Regions from separate parts of the Mus musculus genome. Here all the other regions are linked to region 3. A link is a contact called in public ChIA-PET, Hi-C, HiChIP or PLAC-seq and promoter capture Hi-C data. All regions are on one chromosome and are shown on one strand. Each heading gives the region's core, a stretch centred on a gene start, on an enhancer-like site or on the middle of the called end of the contact. The rest is flanking DNA. Distances are from core to core; before and after follow the strand shown.

Region 1 (3,418 bases), core at 330-2,829, 440 kb before region 3:
CTTGGATTCCTCGTGGACGGTAGAATATGTACACATGATGGACCTGGCATGTGCTGATGGAACGAGTGGGCCAAATGACAACAAATGCCAAGTAACCTATTAGTTCATTAGCCTCCTACTTCATTGTCTACCTCCATTGGGATCTCTTGCAAACCATACATAGGAGAAAGGGGACGATTTCAAACCTTCATTAGCTATGCTCTTCCATTCTGCCTTAGATTCTTAGGCTAGCCAAAAAACGACAGATCTTCTCAGGGAACTTGAGAATCAACTCTAGGGTGTGAGACACATTGGATCAGAGACCATCTCTGCCTTTGCCTTTCTGCCTCTGCCTCAAGTGCTGGCATGAAAGGGGTGCACCACCACCACGCCCATGTTGAGAACTGTATTTTTTTTTTAGGTTTATTTATTTTTATGTGTATGGCTGTTTTGTATGCATGTACATATGTATGTCATGTGCATTCCTACTCTCCGTGAGAAGAGGTAAGAAGAGGGTGGCAGATCCCCTGGAACTACAGTTACACATGGTTCTGAGCCTCCATATAGATACTGGGAATCAATCAAACCTGGGTGACCTCCAAGAACAAGTGTTGTTAACTACCAAGACACGTCTACAGCCTGAGCACCGTGCTGTATGTTTGGAAGTGCTGCAGCTGGTTCTCCACACCTGCTCTTTGCGTATTTTTGCAACCCTGTCCTCTTTCTCCTGCTTCTAGGAAGACTCTGCTAAGATGGGTGGGGAGTTGGTTTTTGAGATACTATGGGGCTGGACCACGCCTATTTCCGCATCCTGCTGGTCCTCTCATTTTGCCCTACCTCCTCTTCTCAGTTCCTTTTTAATGTGTAATCTAAAACTGTCTCTGCCTAAATCCACCATAAAACCTTGCTCATTTGCTCCTGCCGTATCTTCTCTTCTAGTTCAAAGCTTTGCTGTCTGCCATGCTGGGCAGAGAAAACAGCAGGCACAGTGCAGAAAGGCATAAGAAAAGGGCCGGAGGCTGGCCAGACCTGATTTCTAGAAGATTCTGGTGAGACTCATAATCTTAACATCTTTCTGCATGTGGAGAATAAATGGGAAAGTTCACCATAACTGACACATGACTTAGGCAAACCTGACTCTGAGTTTCAATAAGGTACAAGAATTGATACCTGCTGTAGCTATCTCATAGACCTCTCGTGTGATCAGGAGCATAAGACATGATTCCCAATGTCAGGTAGTGAGTTGACTTGGTGTCTCCTCCTGTAGAAGCAGGCTGCATGCGGAACAGGGCAGAGGGCCATGTGAACGGACAGATGGGCGTTGCTGGAGGTGGCTGGAGATAGTCAACTCCCCTCTGCGACGCTGGTGGTCTCTGCCCAGTCACAGCCTCTCCTTACTCCCCACAGGCAACAGCAGATTCGGCCTCAGTGCTCAAAGTGCACTGCTGAAAAATCCATTCTTTTAAGCCAAGCTATTTTTCTTGTTGATCTCTAGTGGGTAGGAGAATTTGAAATCTCATTCCATGTGGTGTGATGGTAGTGGTCTGCTTTCCTGTTGTGTATGGTAATTCGTGAAATAGAGAAAAAACAGAAAAACCTCATACGACTTCCGGTTTTGGGTTTTGCTTCCTGATTGAAGGGCAGGCGCCCTGACTTCTCTTACAGTTGTCTCCAGTGTTCTGGGGAAGCTTCTCTAAGTATTATGTGCTTCATAAAACAGGGATGGTGTCTGGTCCTGGAACTGCTACTGCTGCCCTTGGGAACTGGATTTCAAGGTAGCTTCCTCCAAGTGTCCGGCTGTGCACTGAAGGCATGGCCAGCTGGGAAAGGGGAGGTGGGATGTAGCTCAACCCTGGAAATGAGCATGCTCCTGGGCTGGGTGCTACCATGCTCGCAGCGGGACTGGGGGGAAGGCTGGGACGTGTTCCTCAGCTCTGGAAAACGAGGCCCCATCTCTTTTCCCAGGAGGACAAGAGAAACGGGACCTGGGGAGGTGGGGAAGTAGGACCCTTGTACTACATATACCTCATGCCTGGTGCTCTGTGAAGGAATTTTTAGTAAGAGGAAGCTCTCTGCTAAAAGGAGCTCCGTTTTTTTTTAATATATTTTTTATTACGTATTTTCCTCAAATACATTTCCAATGCTATCCCAAAAGTCCCCCATACCCTCCCCCCCACTTCCCTACCCACCCATTCCCATTTTTTTGGCCCTGGTGTTCCCCTGTACTGGGGCATATAAAGTTTGCAAGTCCAATGGGCCTCTCTTTCCAGTGATGGCCGACTAGGCCATCTTTTGATACATATGCAGCTAGAGTCAAGAGCTCAGGGGTACTGGTTAGTTCATAATGTTGTTCCACCTATAGGGTTGCAGATGCCTTTAGCTCCTTGGGTACTTTCTCTAGCTCCTCCATTGGGGGTCCTATGATCCATCCAATAGCTGACTGTGAGTATCCACTTCTGTGTTTGCTAGGCCCCGGCATAGACTCACAAGAGACAGCTCTATCTGGGTCCTTTCAGCAAAATCTTGCTAGTGTGTGCAATGGTGTCAGCATTTGGAAGCTGATTATGGGATGGATCCCGGGATATGGCAGTCTCTAGATGGTCCATCCTTTCGTCACAGCTCCAAACATTGTCTCTGTAACTCCTTCCATGGGTGTTTTGTTCCCAATTCTAAGAAGGGGCAAAGTGTCCACACTTTGTTCTTCGTTCTTCTTGAGTTTCATGTGTTTAGCAAATTGTATCTTATATCTTGGGTATCCTAAGTTTCTGGGCTAATATCCACTTATCAGTGAGTACATATTGTGTGAGTTCCTTTGTGATTGAGTTACCTCACTCAGGATGATGCCCTCCAGGTCCATCCATTTGGCTAGGAATTTCATAAATTCATTCTTTTTAATAGCTGAGTAGTACTCCATTGTGTAAATGTGCCACATTTTCTGTATCCATTCCTCTGTTGAGGGACATCTGGGTTCTTTCTAGCTTCTGGCTATTATAAATAAGGCTTCTATGAACACATGCCCTTCTTACCAGTTGGAACATCTTCTGGATATATGCCCAGGAGAGGTATTGCTGGATTCTCTGGTAGTACTATGTCCAATTTTCTGAGGAATCACCAGACTGATTTCCAGAGTGGTTGTACAAGCTTGCAATCCCACCAACAATGGAGGAGTGTTCCTCTTTCTCCACATCCTCGCCAGCATCTGTAGTCACCTGAATTTTTGATCTTAGCCATTCTGACTGGTGTGAGGTGGAATTTCAGGGTTGTTTTGATTTGCATTTCCCTGATGATTAAGGATGTTGAACATTTTTTCAGGTGCATCTCAGCCATTCGGTATTCCTCAGGTGAGAATTCTTTGTTTGGCTCTGAGCCCCATTTTTTTAATGGGGTTATTTGATTTTCTGGAGTCCATTTTCTTGAGTTCTTTATATATATTGGATAT
Region 2 (3,394 bases), core at 488-2,987, 470 kb before region 3:
AAGCCAATGGAAAGGAAATTGAGAATTAAAGAATAGAGAGAAGGAGGAGGGAAGAGAGTAAAACTGACAGTAAGTGCAAGAGAGAGCTCACAGTAGGACAGCACTGTCTGGTGAAGGGGGCATGGCTTGAGTGTGAATGAAGTCCAGCCCTTCTAGTCTCAAGTGTCTTGGTGGTCCTTCCTGCGGTCCCAAATGCCTGTTAACCCCTGAATGGTTCCTTGTGAGGCTGGGTCACACATGCTGGCCTCATCGTGGGAAGTGCCCCCTGGTGGGTCCTTTCCAGTTTTTGCTGGGTCACTTGGAACCTGGCTGGATCTTTGTCCCCCAAACTGCACAGGGTTCTGTCCAAGATTTCTTCCCTACAGTCTAAGGTATTTTGCTGATAGTCAGGTGGCGCTTGCTTCTATGTCCTAAAAATGAACTTTATGGCTGGTCTTAGACTCTCAAACTTCTGACTCAGTTGGAGTCTTTAGTTTTATTGGTATCTCTCTTTCTTCCCTCCCTTCGCCCCCCCCTTTTTTAATATCTCAATCACAAGTGTGATATGAAAGTAGAAGCTGGGAGACTGGGCTGGAATGGTCTAAATGGGGGTGGTGGGTATGGTGGTGGTGGTGGTGGAAGGGAGTGGCAGATGGGGGAAAACCAAAAGGAAAGATTGGAAACTTAGTATTTCATAAATGTATTTAAAATGTAATAATTAGAATTTAAACAAGGTTACCCTGTATGGGTGGCCAGAATTGAATGGAAATACCAATGTCAGGTGGACAACATCTTGCCAGTTGTCTGTCAGGGAGGTTCAGGGAGGCCCAGAGGCTCCCAAAACAGGACAGGCTATCACCACTGCTCTTGGTTGCCCACCAGAATTTGATGGTAAGACCCCATTGCTAAAGAGACCAAGCACATACTTTGGATACAGAACACAGAGAAATCAAGCTGGAACTGAACTGGAGGTCTCCTCCCTGCTGGCTAGCTTTCACAGCTCTGCAAGGCGCTATGCAGGCCGCTGGGGGAGAAGAGTCACGAATAGTCTTACCTTTGAAGGTACAATCCTGACCTACCTGACACCATGTCCCCATTGGTACCATAGTGGTGTGATTATGTCGGAATAGCCAGTTACTTTCTGATTGGATTTGAGGCCAGCCAGAAAGAACCCATGTTTGATACTATAAACTTAGTCCAGAACCTGTGGCTGGGTGCTTCAGGACCTCTCAGGGGGAACCCGTTACTGTTGCTTTGCTAAATGGACATACTGTTAAATTGCCTTCTAAGCACTCATGTTTATACCCACAAGTTAGCACTACTTTCAGCCTTGCTCAGAGATGCCACTGTGGGCAGTGGTTAGTTCAGAGACTCATACCTGGTCAAAGTCCGGAGAATCAGTGATGGAGTACTCAGCTTTAAGCAAGGCGTCTGTATCAGGGCTCAGGAAACACTGTGGAAGAAGGGGTGGAAAGAATGTAGGAGCTAGGAGACAAGGAGGTGTGCTGTGAAATGACATCTTCCCATCATGACACATTTCATGGTTTGCTGCAGAAGCTCTGCCAGGCTTGGGCCTTCAACATTTCATCATGGGTAGGAGTGAGGCTCATGGAGCCCTCCCCTCCCCAAGGGACTATTGGCAGTTAACGGTTTCTGGGGGAAGGAGTGTCGTGGTCTTTGATGTTGTTACCACCAACAAATAGCAGATGCTCTAATAACCGCCCACTAGTGCTCATGTAGGTAACCATAATTAGATTCTGTGGATCACACACACACACACACACACACACACGCCAAGCGATGTGAAGCCAGGTATGACTGTTAGGGAGCAGAGTCCAATCAGAGGAGGATGGATGGGAGAGTAACAGGTGTGAAAGTGACTAAAACTCACCATATTTGTGAGGAAACTGTCAACGAACAATCTCTTTAAAAAAAGAATAGAAAACAAAGATGCCCGTTACTGAGAGTATAGTGTAGGTTCTCCTGCTCTCTCGCTCTCTCTCTCTCTCTCTCTCTCTCTCTCTCTCTCTCTCTCTCTCTCTCCCTTCTCTCCTCTCTCTCTCTCTCTCTCCCTCCCTTCTCTCCTCTTTCTCTCCTCAAAGGCTCCATAAACCCTCCAGTCTATCTGGGACAGACTGGGATTTCCTCTGTTCAACTTTTATCAAAGTGGAGAGGTGTTTTTTGTTTTTTTGGTTTTTCGGTTTTTTTTTAACTATTTCCCACCTCTTCTGATGACTTTTACCAACTTTGCTCAGTGTATTTTCCAGAGATTCATCAGGTCACGCCTGTGTGTTATCTACCATCTTTCAAAAGCCTGCCTATATATCTTTCCAACATGGCTCATAGACAGTTATTTGTTCATCTTGACCTAGTTCAATTAAGAGCCAGAGGTGTATTTTTTTCTAAGTACATCCTATTAGCAAACATTTCCTTAGCAAAGCCAGGACAATAACCCACATCAGTGACAACAATTCCTGTCATACTATATCCTATCATAGACATTAATGAGTATTGCTTGCTTTTGTAACACATTATACAGATGTGGGCAATGATAGAAATAATAGTTATTAGAAAACATTGTAATTTTGATTCCTGAAATTCTTGCCAAACAGAATGGAGAGGTGGAAGAGCCTAATCATATAAATTGACCCAGAAGGGGTTTGGGTCACTCAGCTCATAGCTTTCCTTGTTCCTGTAAATGACCAGACCAAGATCTTTTGTGTAATATGGAGAGAATTATGAAAGGGAAAGAGGCCCAGATGAAGTCAAATTAGGTCACTGAAAAGTCCTGAGGTGTCCCCTAAGGATTCCGTGGACAGAGATTGAAAAAGAAAGAGTAAGAAAGGAAAACCTGGGGCTGGAGACATGGCTCATCGGTTAAGAGCACTGGCTGCTCTTCCAGAGGTCCTGAGTTCAATTCCCAGCAACCACATGGTGACTCACAACCATCTGTAATGAGTTCTGATGCTCTCTTCTGGTGCGGCTGAAGACAGCTATGGTGTACTCACATACATAAAATAAATAAATAAATCGAGAGAGAGCAGACAGAGAGAGAAGAGAGAGAGAGAGAGAGAGAGAGAGAGAGAGAGAGAGAGACCTGCCCTTGAGAACTAACCTCAAAACAGCAGTCCTGGCCAGCACTCTGTCTTCTCCGTAAGATCCTATTCTGTCGTATTCTCTTTCGTTCTTTGGCATGAATCTCTTACCCATAAAGAGTGAAACATTTCTAGACTAAGTCTTAAACTTAGCAATTTTGTTATCTCAGTAGCTTAGGCCGTCCTACTGGGTCCTTTGATGGGATATATTCAGTTTTCCACCTGTTTTTCCTGAGCTCAAAGCTTGCGTATGCAGCCATCCGTCAGCATCTGCATGGAGAGGTTTAGCAGGCATCTGAAGCTTCGAATGCACCACGTCA
Region 3 (3,117 bases), core at 306-2,805:
GTTTAGGTTTTCCTCATAGTATCTGGGTTATTTATGCTGATTATCAGCATTGCTGCAATGAGTAAACTGGAACATACATTGTGTGTGTGTGTGGGGGGGGGGGAGTGTGCCTGACTGAGGAGGAAAAGCTGCTCCAAAGAGCACAGGACTTTAGTGTTTTCAGATTTAAGAGTTGCTTTCTTAAATATAATCCTCAAACTAAGACTGCTTTCTCAAAAATGTGTATATTACGGGAATATTTTCTTAAGTTTTATACATTCTTCCTTCAAGGTCAGGCAAGAATCTGGCACAGCAATTCACAGCCATAATTCGGATTCTTGGAAGGTTAAAGCAGAACAATTGGCTAAAGAGCAAGATGCTGTCTCAAAAAAAAAAAAAAAAGATATCATGGTGGTTAAAGAGATGGCTTAGCTGTTTAGAGCAAAGACTGTTCTTGCAGAGGACTCAGGTTAGTTCCCAGCACCCACATCTGGTGGCTGCCAACCACCTATTGCTCTAGCTCCAAAGGGATTTGCCACTTCTTGCCAGCTGAATAGAAAAGAGAGACAGGTGTGGTGGTACACGCATTTAATGCCACCACCCTCGAGGCAGAGTCAAGAGTATTTTTTTCGTTCAAGGCCAGCCTGGTCTACAGAGTTCCAGGAAAGCCAAGGCTACATACAGAACATTCTCGATAAAACAAAAACAAGACAATCCCCCCAACACACAAAGAAAACTGAAAGAAATGATTCAAAGAAAGAATGCTTGTTTTTTAATCTGCTTAAGTAACATCTGTGTTTCCAATTCTATCTCCAGTCAACCTCTACAGGTAGGACCATCCCTGATCCACTTGTAGATTTCACTGTGCTCAGCACGATTGTATACAACAGTAGATGCTCATTATACGCTAAAAATAAATTGGATGATCTTTGTTTATCTGTTTTGTGTATATGTCAAGGAGCATATTCGGAGGTCAGAGCCAGCACATGATAGACATCTCTCCTACCACGTGTGCTTTGAGGATGAAACCAAGGTTGCTTCAATTTGGCAATCCTGTCTCAAGCGAAAAATTGCTCGTTTAATAGCTTCGTATTTTAGCTGAGCCCTGTGCTGTAATCTCTGTCCTTGGGAGGTGGAGACAGTAGGATTAGAAAACCCTGCCTGAAAACAAAACCCAGATTAAAGATTCCAGGTTAAAGATGGGGCAAGCAAAACGCAATAAACCCTCCCACCCCTTCTGACCCGCCCCCACAATACAGCTGGGCCTCATGGGTCAAGTAGTTTGGAAGTGGAGACGGGGAAGGGAGACCCCGATTTCTGGACCAGCTTGAGCAATCTATCTAGTTCAAGGCAAACCGCTGTGGCTCTGTAGCTCCAGTAGCCGAGTGCTTGCTTAATACGTGCAAGAACCTAGGTTTGAGGCCCAACCCAAGAAAAAAAACAAAAACAAAAACAAACCCAGTCTCCTGTCCCTTTAAAAATGGCGGTCCTGCACGGTAGAACGATATTATTGGCTGCTCAAGTCATGGGGGCGGGGTTGGGGCGGGGCATGTGGTGGCGCCAGTGGTTCCACCTCCTACGGCAAGTCGGAGGCAGTAAGATGGCGGCTGCTGAGGAAGGTTGCGGTGTTGGGGTCGAAGACGACCGGGAACTGGAGGAGCTTCTGGAAAGTAAGAGTGCACGATGGGAAAGACCAGAAGTATCGGGGAGAGGATCCATCGTGGGGGTTAGAGGAACTTGAGGTTTCTGAGCGGGGCGGGAGAATCTCTTCAGTGGTCAGCGGGGGAGGTGGTCTGAGTTCGACCCCGGCCCTCTTTATTAGCTGGCTGTGTCCAAACCGCACATCTCCCTGCGAAGGGGAACACTAACCGTAAAGAGCTGTTTCACGAGCCCCTTACAAACTTCTCTTGCTTTCGATTGTCGGATTGTTGTTGAGGCAAGGCTCTCTCACTCGGTATCCCAGGCTGATCTGGAACTCGCGGCAGTCTTTCAGCCTCCGCCACTGGGAGTACAGAGATCACAGGCTGGACCCACCAGGATCGCCTTCTGTAAATTATTAAAATCGCCTCTCCTTTCAGTAGCAGGATTCACAGAACAAAATAATCTTTAAGCTCCAAAGGTCCATATGTCCATGATAGTATCTTTCTTAACCCGAAACGCCTTTTTACCGCACAGTCTTTCCTCATTCTTTTACCAGACCCTTAGTTCTTTCGTGCGAGTAGTCAAAGAAGTCTCCTTTTAAAATTAGTGTGATGTTGAGAGACTGTCTCGTGTAGTTTTAGGCTGACCTCACACTCATTGAGTACTGTAGAGTGGCCCTGAACTTGTGATTTTTCCAGTCCCTTCCTCCGCATTCTCGCATGGCACCACAATGCCTGACATCCCTTATTTATCCTTTGGAGAAAACAAAGTGAGCCAGCCCCAGGGGAAAAGGTCTCCTCTTCCTGAAAAGATGGTGGACCTTCATCTCTTTCTTGGCCTTGCACTCCACTCCCGTTTCCTGCGCCAGTGAGGCCAGTGCCCTTTCCCTAGTCCTGGCAGGCAGAGTGATGGTGACAACACAGGCTTTTCAGGGCAGAGGTGAACCTTTTATCTCTTGCTCAGTCACAGCGATATAAGCAGGTAGAAAATGAACAGATGAAGTGAGGAGTGCCCAGTGACTGGCCTGGCCCAGGCTTACTGCATATGAGGCCAAGGAGGCTATAGGTGCCTGTTAAGGGCGATCTAAATTGGAGCATTATTTAAGAGTTAATACCTTCTTGTCGAATGTATCCTAGTAGTCAGAACGGTGGAAAGCCGGGTGGTATATTCTGTGCTTCCTCAACAGACGATATTAGCTAAGGCCTCAGAGTGAATTCCAAGAAATAAGGCTCTCTCTCCCCTCTTCTTCATGTTAGATGAAATGTGTAGGTTTTTGTTTGTTTGGTTGGTTGGTTTGGTTTTTCAAGGCAGGGTTTCTCTGTGTAGCCTTGGCTGTCCTGGAACTCACTCTGTAGACCAGGCTGGCCTCGAACTCAGAAATCTGCCTGCCTCTGCCTCCTGAGTGCTGGGATTAAAGGCGTGCGCCACCACGACCCAGCAGGGTTTTTTTTTTTTTTTAAGGGAATTTTATAGTGTGCATATAGAGATTTCTTTGCA
Region 4 (3,433 bases), core at 752-3,251, 340 kb before region 3:
TTCTTCCTTTCAATTTCTGAATGGGTCCCTCAAAGATTCAACAACCAGGAAGTTTATATTTATATATATTTAGACTTCTGTGAAGGGCGTTTTTAAACCCCCATTTCCTTCACAATCAATTCTATACAGTGCCCCTACATATTAGTGTTAATGCCTGACACGGCATTTGTCTCGCTAGTACCACTGGAGATTAGTGCCATTACTTAGAAAGCTGGTACTTTGAGTGGGCTCACTGCCTGTTCTGAATCTAGGAGTCTCTCTAACTCCCAGGAAGCCTGTCTTGAATATTTGGTCATGTTTCCTCTCCTATTGCCAGCTCTAGCTCTTGACTTTCTTCATGATGTTTCCTTGCTTATAAAATGGAAATAATTCAAGTATTCACCCCTTACAATTGTTCTGATTAAATACATTACAAGATTTGCTATCAAAATCATGTGACTGTAAGTACTTACAGGTGCCCAATTTTATGTTAGTGAGCCATATATCTTGTTGAGACAAAGGCTGGTTTTACAAAGTGGTATACTTGGTTCAAAAGGATTAAGCACAGTGGCTGAAGTAGAGAGAAAGCTACAAAATTTGGCTATGTGATTTCAAACCTCAGTTAGCTTTGCTAATTTAGAATAGGGTAACAATTGCCAGGAAACATTACATGTGTTTCTTTTGGTTTGGGTCTGGTAGGTTCAACATAGTTATTTGCATTGAGAGGCAATAATAGCACTATTGTATTGATTTTTTTTTAAGAAGAAAAGCATATTTCCTCCCCCTCCCTCCGCCCCAGTTGTCTCATGGGAGTAGTTTGGGGCATAGGGACAAGTGCACGGGACCATCATATCCCTTTTACCAAAAATGGGCACATAATACATTAGAGATTTTAAAATGGAGGAGCAGGACAAGAGATTGGCTTAGGAGAGACACCAATATGCTATTTTTAGACAAGGAAAAAGAAAGCATTTTATTTAAAAACATCTTTGTGAAATTAGAAATGGGAGAGACAGGGCTAATAAGTAAAATGATGGTAAGGAGGTAGACATGGAAATCTTAATGCTTTAAAGCCATCTCTAAAGCCATGCAAACAAGCATCTCCCCAGGGAGACAGATACTGAAACAGAGGCTCCCCTCTTTTCCGGGTGGGGTGAGGCTCACTCCCTTCACTTCTGGGTGGAGTATTTTTAAACCCACAGTGCATTTGCTATTGACCTTTAACTGGTTTTTTTGTTTGTTTCTTTGTTTTTCAGAATCGAGTCCATGGATGCAATATACTCTTGTACCACTGGGGGTCGTTATAATCTTCATCCTGGTTTTCACGGCAATAATAATGATGAAAAGACAAGGTAGGCTGTCTTGTAAGAAGGGTCTTCTTACTGGGCTCAACAGTGGTAGGTGGAATAGATTTTATGCAAGCACAGACTCTTGTATACAGACAATAAGATCTTGTATGCTGTCACTCTATTCACAGGCTCAATCTTACTACTTTAGCTTTCTGGCTGGGAGCCCTGTGAAAAAGAATAAGATCCTCTTGAGATCTTGTCCAGTTCAGTGCAATTCTAGTCTCTTGAGATCCTGTACCAGCTTAAAGGAGTCGGTAGAGGAAAGAGCCACAAGTGTCTAATGTAGAAGACATTGTGCAGATAATTTAAACTCAGCACTGAAGTTTGACTTGTGCAGAAGGCTAAAGGAATCAAAACAGGAGGTACAGCACACTGAGATTTACCAGGGAACAGGATTCAGAGGACTCTTAGATCCAGCCATGAAACGTGTCCCCGGGTAGGCTAAAAGCAGCAAGACTGTGATTCTAAGTTTAAGCACTTTGTATTTCTTCCCAGTTATCCTGTGATTCACTATCTCAAGGCCATATGCCCCCTCAGCCTTACTGACTACCACCCATCTTGATCAGAGCATCCTGACTCAGAGGCCCTGGTTGGCCTTCCTTCAATAGAAGGCAGAACATGATGCTCTTCCCTTCTCGTTGCCGAGCAGATGGCTCATGTCATTCTGAAGCCCGTAAATGTCATCCACATACAGTCTTCTTAGAAAAGCCCTTACCTCAGCACCTTGATGTTGGTTTTGCTTATATAAGATGTCGATTGCAGCATAGCCACTTACCTCTATCTCATTTCCTCCAGCGAAAAGTTCGCTGAGGCGGTGGGGGCGGGGTGTGTTATTCAGATAAAAATTCTGTTGAGAGGTAAGGGTTTGGGAGTGGGTCTACTTAGCCTTAGTAGAAAACAGTGAGATAATGTTAAGGCTAAGAAAGCAGATGGAGTTTCCCCTCTAGGCCAGCTAGCGAAGCTATACTGTTTTCCAACACATTCCACACGGTGTTCTGCTCAGCACATGGCTGAACTCTAAGGGAGCAGTACTTCCCTTCCCCCCACACTCTAAAGCCCACTTCCACCCACCATCAAAACACATATCCACCTTTTTCAGGCATCATTATGCCTTGCAAACCTGTGCCAAAATCTACATTCAGTTGCTACGCCCTCCACAAAATATTGCTCAAGGGATTCTGTTGGCAATGTCTAGTGGTATCTGCTCCAAAATGCCTCCTGACTCTGAAGAGTTTTAGGTTGGTTCCCATCTCCAGGGGAATTTATGAGTTAAGAGTGTGGGCATTGGGTAGAGTGCAGTGAGACAAATCCATAGTAACAACTGCTTGCAAGTCTGAGGCAGGATGATCACTCCAACCCATGGGTTCTAGATCAGCCCTGAGCTACATAGTGAGACCCCATCCCCAAATAAGCCAATGAAAACGTGGGGCTTTGGCCTGAGACAGCATTCAAATGCACTTTGCCACCAATGAGCAGGGTAACCAAGCAAACTTCTCACCATCTGCAAAGCAAGGATATTATCCTCTTTGTGGTATTGCTGTGGTGACTGGCACAAACCAATACACAGCAGCACCATAGTGGTTTTCCTGCATGATGCATATGTATACGCATACATCTATAAACAGGCACATCTCTTGATGTGAGCAGGTAAATGTTTAAGTCTTAAGGCTAGCAGAGAACTATGCTGGAAGATTCTAGAAACAGTACTAACAGCGGGTCTAAAGTACTTGAAGCTACAGTCACATAAGACAACTTCTTAGACACACTTTTAATCCCATCACTCAGAAGGCAGAGGTAGGCAGATCTCTTGAGTTTGAAGCCAGCCTGATCTACAGAGTGCGTTCCAGAACAGGTGAGGCTACACAGAGAAACCCTGTCTCAAAAAATAAAAATTAAAAAGAAATATAAAGTCTCTCGTTTTACAACTACAGTATAACAATGCTAGTGCTACCTTTAAGGCTAAGGACTAGGGCTCAGGTCTTTTCCGTAACATCCTAAGACTTAGCTGACTTGGAGCCAAGTTGAGCTGGCTCCTGGAATTCTGTTTCAGAACTGAAAACGAGGAGGATGGAAGAAAGGGTGGGATGGAAGAGACAGAAAGAAAA
Region 5 (2,963 bases), core at 157-2,656, 300 kb before region 3:
CAATATGGCACTATTGTTTGGAATTAAGTTCCCAATCCTAGCCCCTGACAGGCCAAACTAGGGTTTAAAAATGGAGTCACTTGTACCAAGCTCTGTAACTGACTAACTTATTACCTGGTTTCAGAAATCAGAAGAGAGAGAAATAACAGCTACATTTTCCAAATGGATCACTTTAGGTTGTTTTGTGTGGTAATTCTTGTTCTGGACTGTCGGGTTTGGTGTTGCTAGAGATCAAACTCTCACATGCCAGGCAGTCCCCACCACTGAGTTATGGCCCCCAGCCCTGACAAGCTAGGGTCAGTTGGCATGGTAATAAAGTTATTATGTAGGAAAACAGAAAAATGAATAATGTAAAGCAACCCAGTACTCACCAGTTATCTTGCTGTTGCTCTGCCTCCTGGCCCTAGCTTTTAGGGAAAGCAACTTTAGAACCAAGGCTGAGGCACAAATCTACTCCTTGTTCCTCGAGTCTGCCTCCCTCAGGGATGCTCTGTCCAGAAAGCCAGCTACTTATGCTCAGCTCGTTGGAACACTTACTCTGGTTTCTGGAATAAAAGTTTTCCTGGATCCAGGACCACGAATAAAGCTAAATAAAGCCTTTAAAACTAAATTTGTAACTTGTGTCTTCCCATTTCTCACGCTGGCTCCCTTGCCTCCCACCTGTTCCTGTCCTGTTGAGAAAAAACTCTGTGCTGTGCTCCATGTCTTATGTCCAGCTTTCTCTGCACACTCTACAGCTTCAGTTATTCTTTTTACCCTCTCTTCCCTGCCGCCCCTCCCCCCAGTTCAATGTTCACCCTATGCATAGACTCAGTCTTTTCTCTCCAGGCCCAATACAGTGGGGCAATGGCTGCTGGTTGTTGGCGCGTGGAGTTATAGGTCATGGTGTACTGTTATATCCATAGCTCTGGAGGCTTTAAAACCAGCTTCAAATTATCTCTCTCTCTTTTTGTTTCATTCATGTGAAGACAGGAAACACTGAGGCCTATCAAGTGTTGTCATCTCTCTCAGATTTTAAAACTTAAGCTATTCTGTATCTTTTGATATCTGTAAAGAATTTACAAGTCAAAATCTTGTATTCCATAAGAATTAAATTAATAAAGTTTGAGATTTTGTGACATATATGTTTGCCAAAGTTACCCAAGGAATGACATTGAAGCACAATTTATTTGATAAATATTTTATCATAGAAATAGCTTTATAAGAAATGTATTTTGAGTGTAGTATTAATATAGAATCAGAAATTTTGGTCTGCATGTTTTATATAGCTATATAGAGTTCAGAAAGTTATGATGTGAATACTTATGCTTCCTTAAAATTGCTGTTGAACTCCTGACCTCCAAGATGATGGTATTGTGTAAGGCCTTAGAAGGCAGTTAAGTCACTAGAGGGAGGCAAATTACCATTCTTCATGGAGACTTGTGACCCTGGAGAGGCTAGAGAGATGACTAAGTGGTTAACTGGCTGGTACTTTTTCAGATGACTCAAGTTCCAATCCAGGAAACAACCATCTGTATTTCTGCTTTCATTGAATCTGACACCATTTTTTAATCTCCACTGACACCAGACAAAAATGCATAGACACACACTCAGACAAAACACACATATACAAAATAAAATAAAATGAATGTGGGGTGTGTGTGTGTGTGTGTGTGTGTGTGTGTGTGTGTGTGTGTGTTCAGGAGAGTTGCCTTTTTCTTTTGACATAATTCTTCCACAATGACAGAACCTTTTACTCTTCTGACATGATTCTTCCACAGTAATAGGAAACTTTTACAAGGAAGGAGATTCTGACCAGATCCTGAATAAGCCAGAAACTTGTTCTTCAGTTTTCTGGCCTTGAAAACTATGATGAGTATATTTATATATTTACTATTTAGAAGTCATTCAGTTTATGATAAATCATTATAACAAAATACTTTAGAAGAAACCAGAATAAGACACAAAGCACCTCCCATTTTGTAGACCTTAGAGTCTTTAGCATCTTAGTCCTTACAGAGAGATTACTGTCTCAGAGAAAAATACCAAGAAGAGTCCTTTATTGTTCCAGTGATTTTTAAACACCATAAAGTGAGAACTTGAAAACGTTTCTAGGAAATTAGTTTACAAGAAAACAAACTAAAATAAGATAAAATTATATATTATTTATAATAATTTGCATTGAATGTGTACTAGAGATGACAGAAGTAGAACACTAGTGAAATTCTGTGACCATGTACCAGAAATAATTGTTTTTGGTGTACAGATAGATGTCTACATATACCATAATATATGAAGAATAATAAATATAATTTTGCCTTTTTTTTATCTCAGTAAAAGCAGAAATTGACCTTGGGAGAGAGCTCAGTAAGATGTATGTCCTGAAAACATGAGGACCTGGGTTTGGATGTCCAAAGAGTCCATCCTGGGATCCTTGGAACCTCAGGAAGAGTCAGACAGAGGAGAGGGTACATTGGGGTAAGTGATAAGAAGGAAATTAATCATGTGCATGATGCCCAGTATATGACTGTCCACCAGAGAACTGAGAATGGTGGTTCCCAGAGACCGCGGGACTACCATGGCACTTCAGTAGCCTTGACGAGCCCAATTTGGAACATGGATGTTTATGAGCTAGGAGAGGGTTTGGTGGATCTAAAGGACTTAGACTGCCATGTAAGTTAGGTTTATGAAGTGCTAATCTAGAGTGAATAGAGAACAAAGAAAAGGGTCTTTTCATGTCACCTGAAGACAATTCTGCAAGATTTGTGTTGTGGGTGGTAGAGAGATAATGAGTGTGGCCATGGCTAAGTTATGACCAAAAGCCTATCAGAACCATCAGGCACAGCTGTGGCAGGGGAACCCAACTGCTCTGCCTTGGATGTGACCTAGGCCCCACCAAGTCCCTGAGGATGGGGAAATGCATGAGAGCCCCATAGAGTGCTGCAGAATAAGGAAACCCAAGGGAGGATGGGACCCATCTCCAT
Region 6 (3,392 bases), core at 427-2,926, 420 kb before region 3:
CTGTGGCCTCATAAAATTAATGTTTCTTTTGTTTCAATTTTACGAAATAATTTGAGGATTTGCCATCAGTTCTTCTTTGACAGTCTGGTAGAACTGTATGCTAAATTGTCTGGCCTTGGGCTCTTTTTGGTTGGAAGCTAAATGACTGCTATCTCACTGGGGAGTTATGGTCCTGTGTAAATTGATTGTCTGGCCTTGATTTAACTTTGGCAAGTGGTACCTTTTGAGACAATTATCCATTTCTGAGATTAGATATTTAAAATACATTTAAATTAATTAAAATATGGGGTACAGATCTAAACAGTGAATTATCAATTATCAATAGGGGAAACTCAAATGGTCGCGAAGCATGTGGAGCTGTCAGGGAAATGCAAATCAAAAATTTCTTGAAATTCCACCTTACACCTTCACAAATGGCTAAGATCAATAATATAAATGGAAGTGCAAGATTACAAGGATGTGGAATGGGGAAGCACTCATCCATTTCCGGCGGGAGTTTAATCTTGTACGGCGACTATGGAAATCAATATGGCAGTTTCTCAGAATGTTGGGAATTGATCTACCTCAAGATCAAGCTGTACCAATCTTGGGCTTATACCCAAGGTAAGCTCTATTCTACCACAGGAATGCATGCTCAACCATGCTCACTGCTGCTCTGTTTGTTATGGCCAGATACTGGAGGCAGCCTAGATGCTCATCAGCAGAAGAATGGGTAGGGAAAATGTACATTTGCACAGTCAAGTGTAAGCCAGGTGTTCAAGAGAATGACATCATGAAGTTTGCAGGCAAATGGGTAGAACTGGAGAAGGATGCTTAGGGAGGTAACTCAGACTCAGAAAGATAAATATGCTGGGTGTTTGTTTGTTTGGATATTGGCCATTATATAGGTGTTAGCCAAGCTGTAGTCTGTAGACCCAGAGGGACTGGGTGTTGAGGAGGGGTCTAGTGGAGGTCATATGTATCTCTTTGGAATGGGGAAATGTAATGGATTTTGTGGGTGAACTGGGGGCAGTGGAGACAGAAATGGAGGGGGTGTCTTCTTGGAAAGGGGACAGGATATAGAGTTGAGAGAGAGGTTGAGAGTTGAGGAGAGTTGGCTGGAATTAATGAGTATTTGAGGGATGACGTGGAAGCCTGGTGGGGGTCTTTTCGGTGGGAAATGCAAAATATCAACTGGCTAACTCTTCTCACCAAACAGGGTTTTCAGTAGTGGGCCTGGGTTAATTTCAACTGAGTGGATGGCTAAGAAGTTCCAATGGAAGTTCTCTGAACAACTCAGGCTGTTGCTAAGACACTGAATGGGTTCTCTCCACAACCTGACAGTGGGTCCCATTGTGGAAGATAACACCCACACAGCTCATTGAACATGGATAACTCGAGCTGGCATGTACATGGAACCTTTACTCCTGGGTTCTGGTGTTTTTGGTGCAGGAAAGTATTCTGAAGGCTACCAGAAAAGAAATGTAACCGTCCACTCAGTCACAACACTTTTGACCTACAATCTGTCCTACCTACAAGATATGCTGAGGCAACGGTGGCACAAAACTTGGAATATTCAACCAGTGTCTGATTTGACTTAAGGCACACCCCATGAGACAGAACCCATGCCTGATCCTGCTTGTGTGACCAAGGGCCAGAGTCTGGATGACCCAGAGACCTAGATTAAAACCAAATACTGAGGGGCTGGAGGCGCCATGTCGGGCCGGGAAGGTGGCAAAAAGAAGCCCCTGAAACAGCCCAAGAAGCAGGCCAAGGAGATGGACGAGGAAGATAAGGCTTTCAAGCAGAAACAAAAGGAGGAACAGAAGAAACTCGAGGAGCTAAAAGCCAAGGCTGCCGGGAAGGGCCCCCTGGCCACAGGTGGAATTAAGAAATCTGGCAAAAAGTAAGCTGTTCCTCACATCTGGGGTGATAGTGACCCTCCTCTTCCATTCCTATTTAAACATCTGGATTCCCTGCCATAGCATCTTTGCCACCTACAGCTAGAATGAAGTGTTATCCTGTGCCCAGTCAAACATCTGGATTCCCTGTCATAACATCTTTGCCATGTAATAGCTAGAATGAAATGTTATCCTGAAGCCTGTTGTACATTGTAATAAACTTTTGTAAAAAAAAAAATGAATAAAGTAAATAATGCAATGAAAAAAAAAAAAACCCAAATACTACTGGTTTCAAGGGGGGGAAAAAAACTAATGATAAGATGACTCCTAAGGATATTCTGCTATACTCATAGATCAGTTCCTTATTTAGTCATCCTTAGAAAAGCTTCCTCTGGAAGCAAACTAGAACAGAAATAGAGATAGCCAGAGAGGAGAGGAGAGGGGAGGCAGAGGAAAGGGAGAGGGGAGGGAGAGGAATTTTACTTGGTGTTTTTCTTTGCCACTTTCAATAGTCTTTATTTGTTCTCTTTGTATAGTGTTTTGATTATTATGTATAGAAAGGGATTTTCTTTTCTGTTCTAATCTTTTTCGTGTTCTCTACACTTCTTGTACTTTGATGTACATCTTTAGGAAAATTTCCTATGATTTTGTTGAAAATAACTTTTGGGCCTTTGAGATGGGTTTCTTTTCCTAACTCTATTCCCATTATTCTTAGATTTGATCATAGTGTCCCGGGTCTCTTGAATATTTGGTGAAGTGGAAACTTCTAGTTTCTTTGGAAATTTAGTAGGTGAAATATGTTTTGCTGGGGCACACAGGTGAAAGGATTCTTGCTAAAGCAGACAGGTACGTGAAAGGACACTTGATGAAGGAATATAAATATGACCCCACAGACAGTGGGAGACAAGCACTGAGCATTGGTTTGGTTTGCTCCACCTCACTGTTCTTTACGCTGACATTGAGAGAAGCTTATCCGAGAACTGCTCGTGAGGTTCCTGTAGCAGTCTGCTGCTTCTGCGGCCTCACCTCAGGCTGGTTGGTGCGCCTAATGGTTCCTTCAGGATTGAACTACAACGGCTGGTTCGTGCTGAAAGGACTGGACTGTAGCTGCCAGTTCATGCCTGGTGTCTGCCTGCCTAGAGGACTGGTCTGCAGCTGCTGAGTCGTATTTGGTGTTTGCTATGGGACAGAACTGCTGTCCAAGAAGACTGAGCTTGCCTCAAAGAACTATGGCTGAATCGGTCCACTTCTCCCACATCCTAATAACTTTTCTCTTCCACTACCTCTGCTGAGTGGTGGGATAGAGCCCTCCTTATTAAGGATTGAGCCCTTATTAAAAGTAGGTTGCAAAAAAATTATTCTTACAACTTTGTCAAGAGTATTTCCTTTGACTGATATATCCATTTCTATCATATCTTCAACATCTGAGATTCCCTCTTCCATCTCTTGTAATCTGTTGGTTAAGCCTGCCTCTGTAGTTCTTGTTCAAATTGCTAAATGATTCATTTCCAG
Region 7 (3,193 bases), core at 138-2,637, 360 kb before region 3:
GGTGCACACTTTTAATCTCAGCACTTGGGAAGCAGAACCAGGTGAATTGGAGACCAGTCGGGTCTACATGGTGAGTTCCAGGCCAGCAAGAACTACATAGTGAGACCCTATCTCAAAAAAAGAAAATACAATAAAACCATCAGACAAACAAACAAAGGAAAAGGGAAAAGGAAGGAAGGAAGGAAGGAAGGAAGGAAGGAAGGAAGGAAGGGAGGGAGGGAGGGAGGGAGGGAGGGAGGGAGGGAGGGAGGGAGGGAGGGAGGGAGGAAGGAAGGAAACTCCAATTTATATCATTTTTCAATTTCTATGATATTAACCCCTTATGTGGAGTTAATTCCTAGCTACCACAGTGAGGACACATCTGGGAACACACCATGCCCAATACATCATTATGAAGTTGGATACAGGAGGCAGGAGAAGAGAAAACAAAGAGAACTACAGACCAGTTTTCCTCTAACTCCAGCTCTTTCTACCCCATGACCTTTGGGGTCAAGAGTAGATTATCTGTGAATATGACAATGGATTCTAAAAGCATTAGCCTGGGGACTAGTAAGATAGCTTGGTGGATAAGGATACTTGCTGCATAGGCCTGGCAACGTGAGTTTAATTACTTGATCCCACATGATGGAAGAAAAAAGCTGATTCCTAGGGGTTGTTCTTTGACTTTCACACACACACACACACAGCCTCACCTTTCAAAGTCTCCTTTTGAGCTCCTATTCTAGTGTTCTGTTCATGGAAGTTCTTTCTTCCATCCTTTCTCCATAGCAAACCTTACAAACAACTTCTAAATTGAAGGCAACAGAGAGCTAACTTGATTCTGCCCCACTGTGCCTGTCAGGAAAATGGGCTGTTGGTCAGAGATGTCTACGCCTGTCTACTCTATCAGTTTGTGACTATAGCTCAAAGTATCACTTGCACAGGTATTCAATGAGATTATGTAACGAATCATAAGTAACAGTCCTGTCATCTCATGCCAAGTAAGTTACAAATAGAAGTTGAGCTCTGGATTCCCTAATTTGTAGGTGGTCTACTCAATGTCCGTTTTTTTCTTAGGATCCAAGAAGAGTTTACCAGACAGATCTGCTCAAAGAACTTGTGACACCCATTTCCTGGAAACAGCTTAGAAAAAAAGAGGGGTGGGGGGGGAATCACACTTCTTCCCCAAGCCAGGGTTTGACTGATGTGACATTACAGCCCCTTTCCCAACTCCCATGGGTCTGAACACCTGACTTTGGCTTCTCAAGAACAATGAAGTGATAAAGTGATTTAAGCCTGATCATAAATGAGCAATCCTGGAGGCTCAAGTAGAAAAAAAAAAAAAAACCCGGTTGAGACAGGAAGCTGGTTCAGGAACTTGTCAGCAGAGGCAGCACTTCGACGATCAGAGCTTCTTCCTTGGGGGTAACAGTAAGCAGCTGTCCTGCCGAGCTGAGCTGAGCTGAGCTCACAGCTGGGGACCCTGTCTGCGATTGCTGGCTAATGGATCCCAAAGGATCCCTTTCCTGGAGAATACTTCTGTTTCTCTCCCTGGCTTTTGAGTTGAGCTACGGAACAGGTGAGTGTCCATTTGTTTAAAGGGTTTGAGTCTTGTGTTTAGCAGTTTGGAATCAGCAGAGCCCCATGGATGGAGAAGCCAAGGGCTGGGGAGTGCTGTTCAGTTGCCTCTTCTTTAAGGAGAGTGCCTCTGGGTTTCCACTGTGTCTTTCAAAGAGGAAGAAACCTGTTGAGTTCCCTGAGCCTTGGGCTACAAGGATTTGTCCCATCTACACTAGTTTCTATGGAAACCAGAAGCTAAAGGCACCTGCTATGTCCATAGTCAGCTTCCTGGACTCAGGCTAAAATTCTGAGTAGCTGGTTTATGTGGCTACCCTTCTGGCAAAGACCCAGGCTAGGGACCAAAGCTCTGGGACACTTGACCTATACTTCTGCTGAGGAAAACGACTCTCACATGTACATCATTGGCAGACAAAGAACACCGGTCCAGTGAAAAGCAAGGGTGATAGGAGCAACAGGTAGAAGTGGGAAACCTCAGACCTTAGGCTCACACCAGACAGTGGCTGCGGTGTGGTCATGCTTTCTTATAAGAGATGACTCCAAAGCACCAAGAAGAGGAAACGTTGGGATTTTGGAGCCCAGGGTTGCTTACAGAATGGGGAAAGTGCAATCAGGAAACTTCAAGGCTCTGCAGTGGGCTCAAGTGATGGCAAAGGGTTAAAGGAGCAGGACTTCTCTCCCATCCCTCTGGTTCTTCTCTTTTCCAAGGCAAGCTGTTGTTTTCTACTTAGTGGGTGGGAACTGTAAGGAAAGGTATTGGAGAGCAACCGTGCTAAGCAGTGCATACTGGGCTAACCATGGAATGAATGGTCAACTCCATTGTAGAGTTTAATTAGATTGTGGGAGACAGCCTGGCAGAGATGGCTTTAGGAAGCGGATCGGGGAAATCCTGAGAGCCAGAGCATTTTGGTCGTGGGGGATTCATGACTGTAAATCCATTATGGACTTTTCTAAGAAAAACCCTGAAATGTGCCAGGGATTGGGGGTGGGGGGCTGTACCTAGAATCTTTTATTCAAGTCTCAGATGAGGAGACCCTTGTCTAGCTCCACTTTGAGATAATCAAACTGAGCATCTTTGGAGGTAGAGCTAAGCCCTTCTTGTTGCATACCATTTGAACCCACCATTGCTGGCTTACTTGGTGACTGTAGTAACTATGGAATGAACGTTTGGTTTTCTCCTTGTCTAACCTTGTCTGTAGCAGCTCAGATGTAGCTAGCAAATGTTCTGCTTAAGGGTAGGAGGTCACTGGCTAGTGAGCGACAGCCCAGCCCCAGGATACATACATGTCTCTCCACTTGGCAACTATTCTTTCCTTGCATTCCACGTTCTAAAATAAGCTCAATTTTTGTCAGTGTTTCTATTTATAAATGTGTACTCTTTTGTGAAACCCCATTAAAACCCAAATAGAAATACTTTGCAAATGAGACTTATCAGTCGTGTCAGGGCAACCCAGAGGAGCTTGATTCTTGTAAAAAAGTGTGCACCTTCCCATTTCTGCTCAATTTTCAGTTCCTACTCAGAACTATAAGATGCAAAAAGTGCAAACGTCCCTTCCCAAGAAAAGCAAAGGCTCCTAAAGGATAGTTGATGTCTTTATTTACAGTGAACTTCACATGTAAGTGAGTGATGTTCAAG

Evidence for each region. Promoter capture Hi-C pulls out the DNA fragments that hold promoters and counts their contacts. A called contact is a pair of places that touch in the nucleus more often than the background predicts. ChIA-PET counts read pairs in DNA pulled down with a chosen protein or histone mark. HiChIP or PLAC-seq counts read pairs in DNA pulled down with a chosen protein or histone mark.
Region 1: a contact with region 3 is called in a promoter capture Hi-C map of stem cell-derived epiblast-like cells, with 2.9 times the contacts expected there. The contact joins the promoter of Cd48 here to the promoter of Pex19 in region 3. A contact is called at or near these places in 6 of 39 promoter capture datasets (the HPC-7 cell line, HPC-7-derived erythroid cells, embryonic stem cells and 3 more).
Region 2: an H3K4me3 HiChIP or PLAC-seq map of pro-B cells shows a contact between it and region 3, with 4 times the contacts expected there. The contact joins the promoter of Slamf7 here to the promoter of Pex19 in region 3. A contact is called at or near these places in 3 of 39 promoter capture datasets (the C10 cell line, hippocampal neurons and pre-B cells) and 2 of 115 datasets of contacts at active chromatin or transcription factors (memory CD8 T cells and pro-B cells).
Region 4: a contact with region 3 is called in a promoter capture Hi-C map of hippocampal neurons, with 2.8 times the contacts expected there. The contact joins the enhancer-like site here to the promoter of Pex19 in region 3. A contact is called at or near these places in 3 of 39 promoter capture datasets (the HPC-7 cell line, HPC-7-derived erythroid cells, hippocampal neurons and 1 more) and 2 of 115 datasets of contacts at active chromatin or transcription factors (large pre-B cells and pro-B cells).
Region 5: a Hi-C map of group 2 innate lymphoid cells shows a contact between it and region 3, with 2.9 times the contacts expected there. The contact joins the enhancer-like site here to the promoter of Pex19 in region 3. A contact is called at or near these places in 16 of 39 promoter capture datasets (the 3T3-L1 cell line, the C10 cell line, the HPC-7 cell line and 9 more), 2 of 15 datasets of contacts at CTCF or cohesin (large pre-B cells and pro-B cells), 9 of 484 Hi-C or Micro-C datasets (B cells, the CH12 cell line, the G1E-ER4 cell line and 6 more), 10 of 115 datasets of contacts at active chromatin or transcription factors (the 230-238 cell line, the HPC-7 cell line, T-cell acute lymphoblastic leukemia and 6 more) and 2 of 9 other capture datasets (embryonic stem cells and macrophages).
Region 6: a contact with region 3 is called in an H3K4me3 HiChIP or PLAC-seq map of bone marrow-derived macrophages, with 4 times the contacts expected there. The contact joins the promoter of Tma7-ps here to the promoter of Pex19 in region 3. A contact is called at or near these places in 3 of 115 datasets of contacts at active chromatin or transcription factors (bone marrow-derived macrophages, large pre-B cells and memory CD8 T cells).
Region 7: an RNA polymerase II ChIA-PET map of memory CD8 T cells shows a contact between it and region 3, with 41 read pairs. The contact joins the promoter of Slamf1 here to the promoter of Pex19 in region 3. A contact is called at or near these places in 1 of 39 promoter capture datasets (HPC-7-derived erythroid cells) and 2 of 115 datasets of contacts at active chromatin or transcription factors (large pre-B cells and memory CD8 T cells).

The regions. Positions count from the first base shown.
Region 1 is chr1:171,680,413-171,683,830 of GRCm38.p6, forward strand. It overlaps Cd48 (CD48 antigen), which reads left to right and starts at 1,580. Exons shown (of 4, transcript NM_007649.5): 1 at 1,580-1,754. The coding sequence starts at 1,682.
Region 2 is chr1:171,651,300-171,654,693 of GRCm38.p6, forward strand. It overlaps Slamf7 (SLAM family member 7), which reads right to left and starts at 1,738. Exons shown (of 8, transcript NM_144539.5): 1 at 1,358-1,738.
Region 3 is chr1:172,125,200-172,128,316 of GRCm38.p6, forward strand. It overlaps Pex19 (peroxisomal biogenesis factor 19), which reads left to right and starts at 1,556. Exons shown (of 8, transcript NM_023041.3): 1 at 1,556-1,649. The coding sequence starts at 1,580.
Region 4 is chr1:171,786,705-171,790,137 of GRCm38.p6, forward strand. Slamf1 (signaling lymphocytic activation molecule family member 1) reads left to right here. Exons shown (of 7, transcript NM_013730.4): 4 at 1,236-1,331. Among named protein-coding and RNA genes, the nearest start is that of Slamf1, 21 kb to the left of the region's middle. Within about 2 kb of position 2,002, at least 50 of the 459 cell types and tissues checked have an H3K27ac peak or open chromatin away from gene starts, as enhancers often do. A contact at or near this core is called in hippocampal neurons and pro-B cells, where this site is marked.
Region 5 is chr1:171,826,470-171,829,432 of GRCm38.p6, forward strand. No RefSeq gene overlaps it. Among named protein-coding and RNA genes, the nearest start is that of Cd84, 12 kb to the right of the region's middle. Within about 2 kb of position 1,407, at least 23 of the 459 cell types and tissues checked have an H3K27ac peak or open chromatin away from gene starts, as enhancers often do. A contact at or near this core is called in the HPC-7 cell line, T-cell acute lymphoblastic leukemia, bone marrow-derived dendritic cells and 2 more, where this site is marked.
Region 6 is chr1:171,709,394-171,712,785 of GRCm38.p6, forward strand. Tma7-ps (translational machinery associated 7 homolog (S. cerevisiae), pseudogene) reads left to right here and starts at 1,677. Exons shown (of 1, transcript NM_001372440.1): 1 at 1,677-2,136. The coding sequence starts at 1,695. The coding sequence ends at 1,889.
Region 7 is chr1:171,765,745-171,768,937 of GRCm38.p6, forward strand. It overlaps Slamf1 (signaling lymphocytic activation molecule family member 1), which reads left to right and starts at 1,388. Exons shown (of 7, transcript NM_013730.4): 1 at 1,388-1,558. The coding sequence starts at 1,483.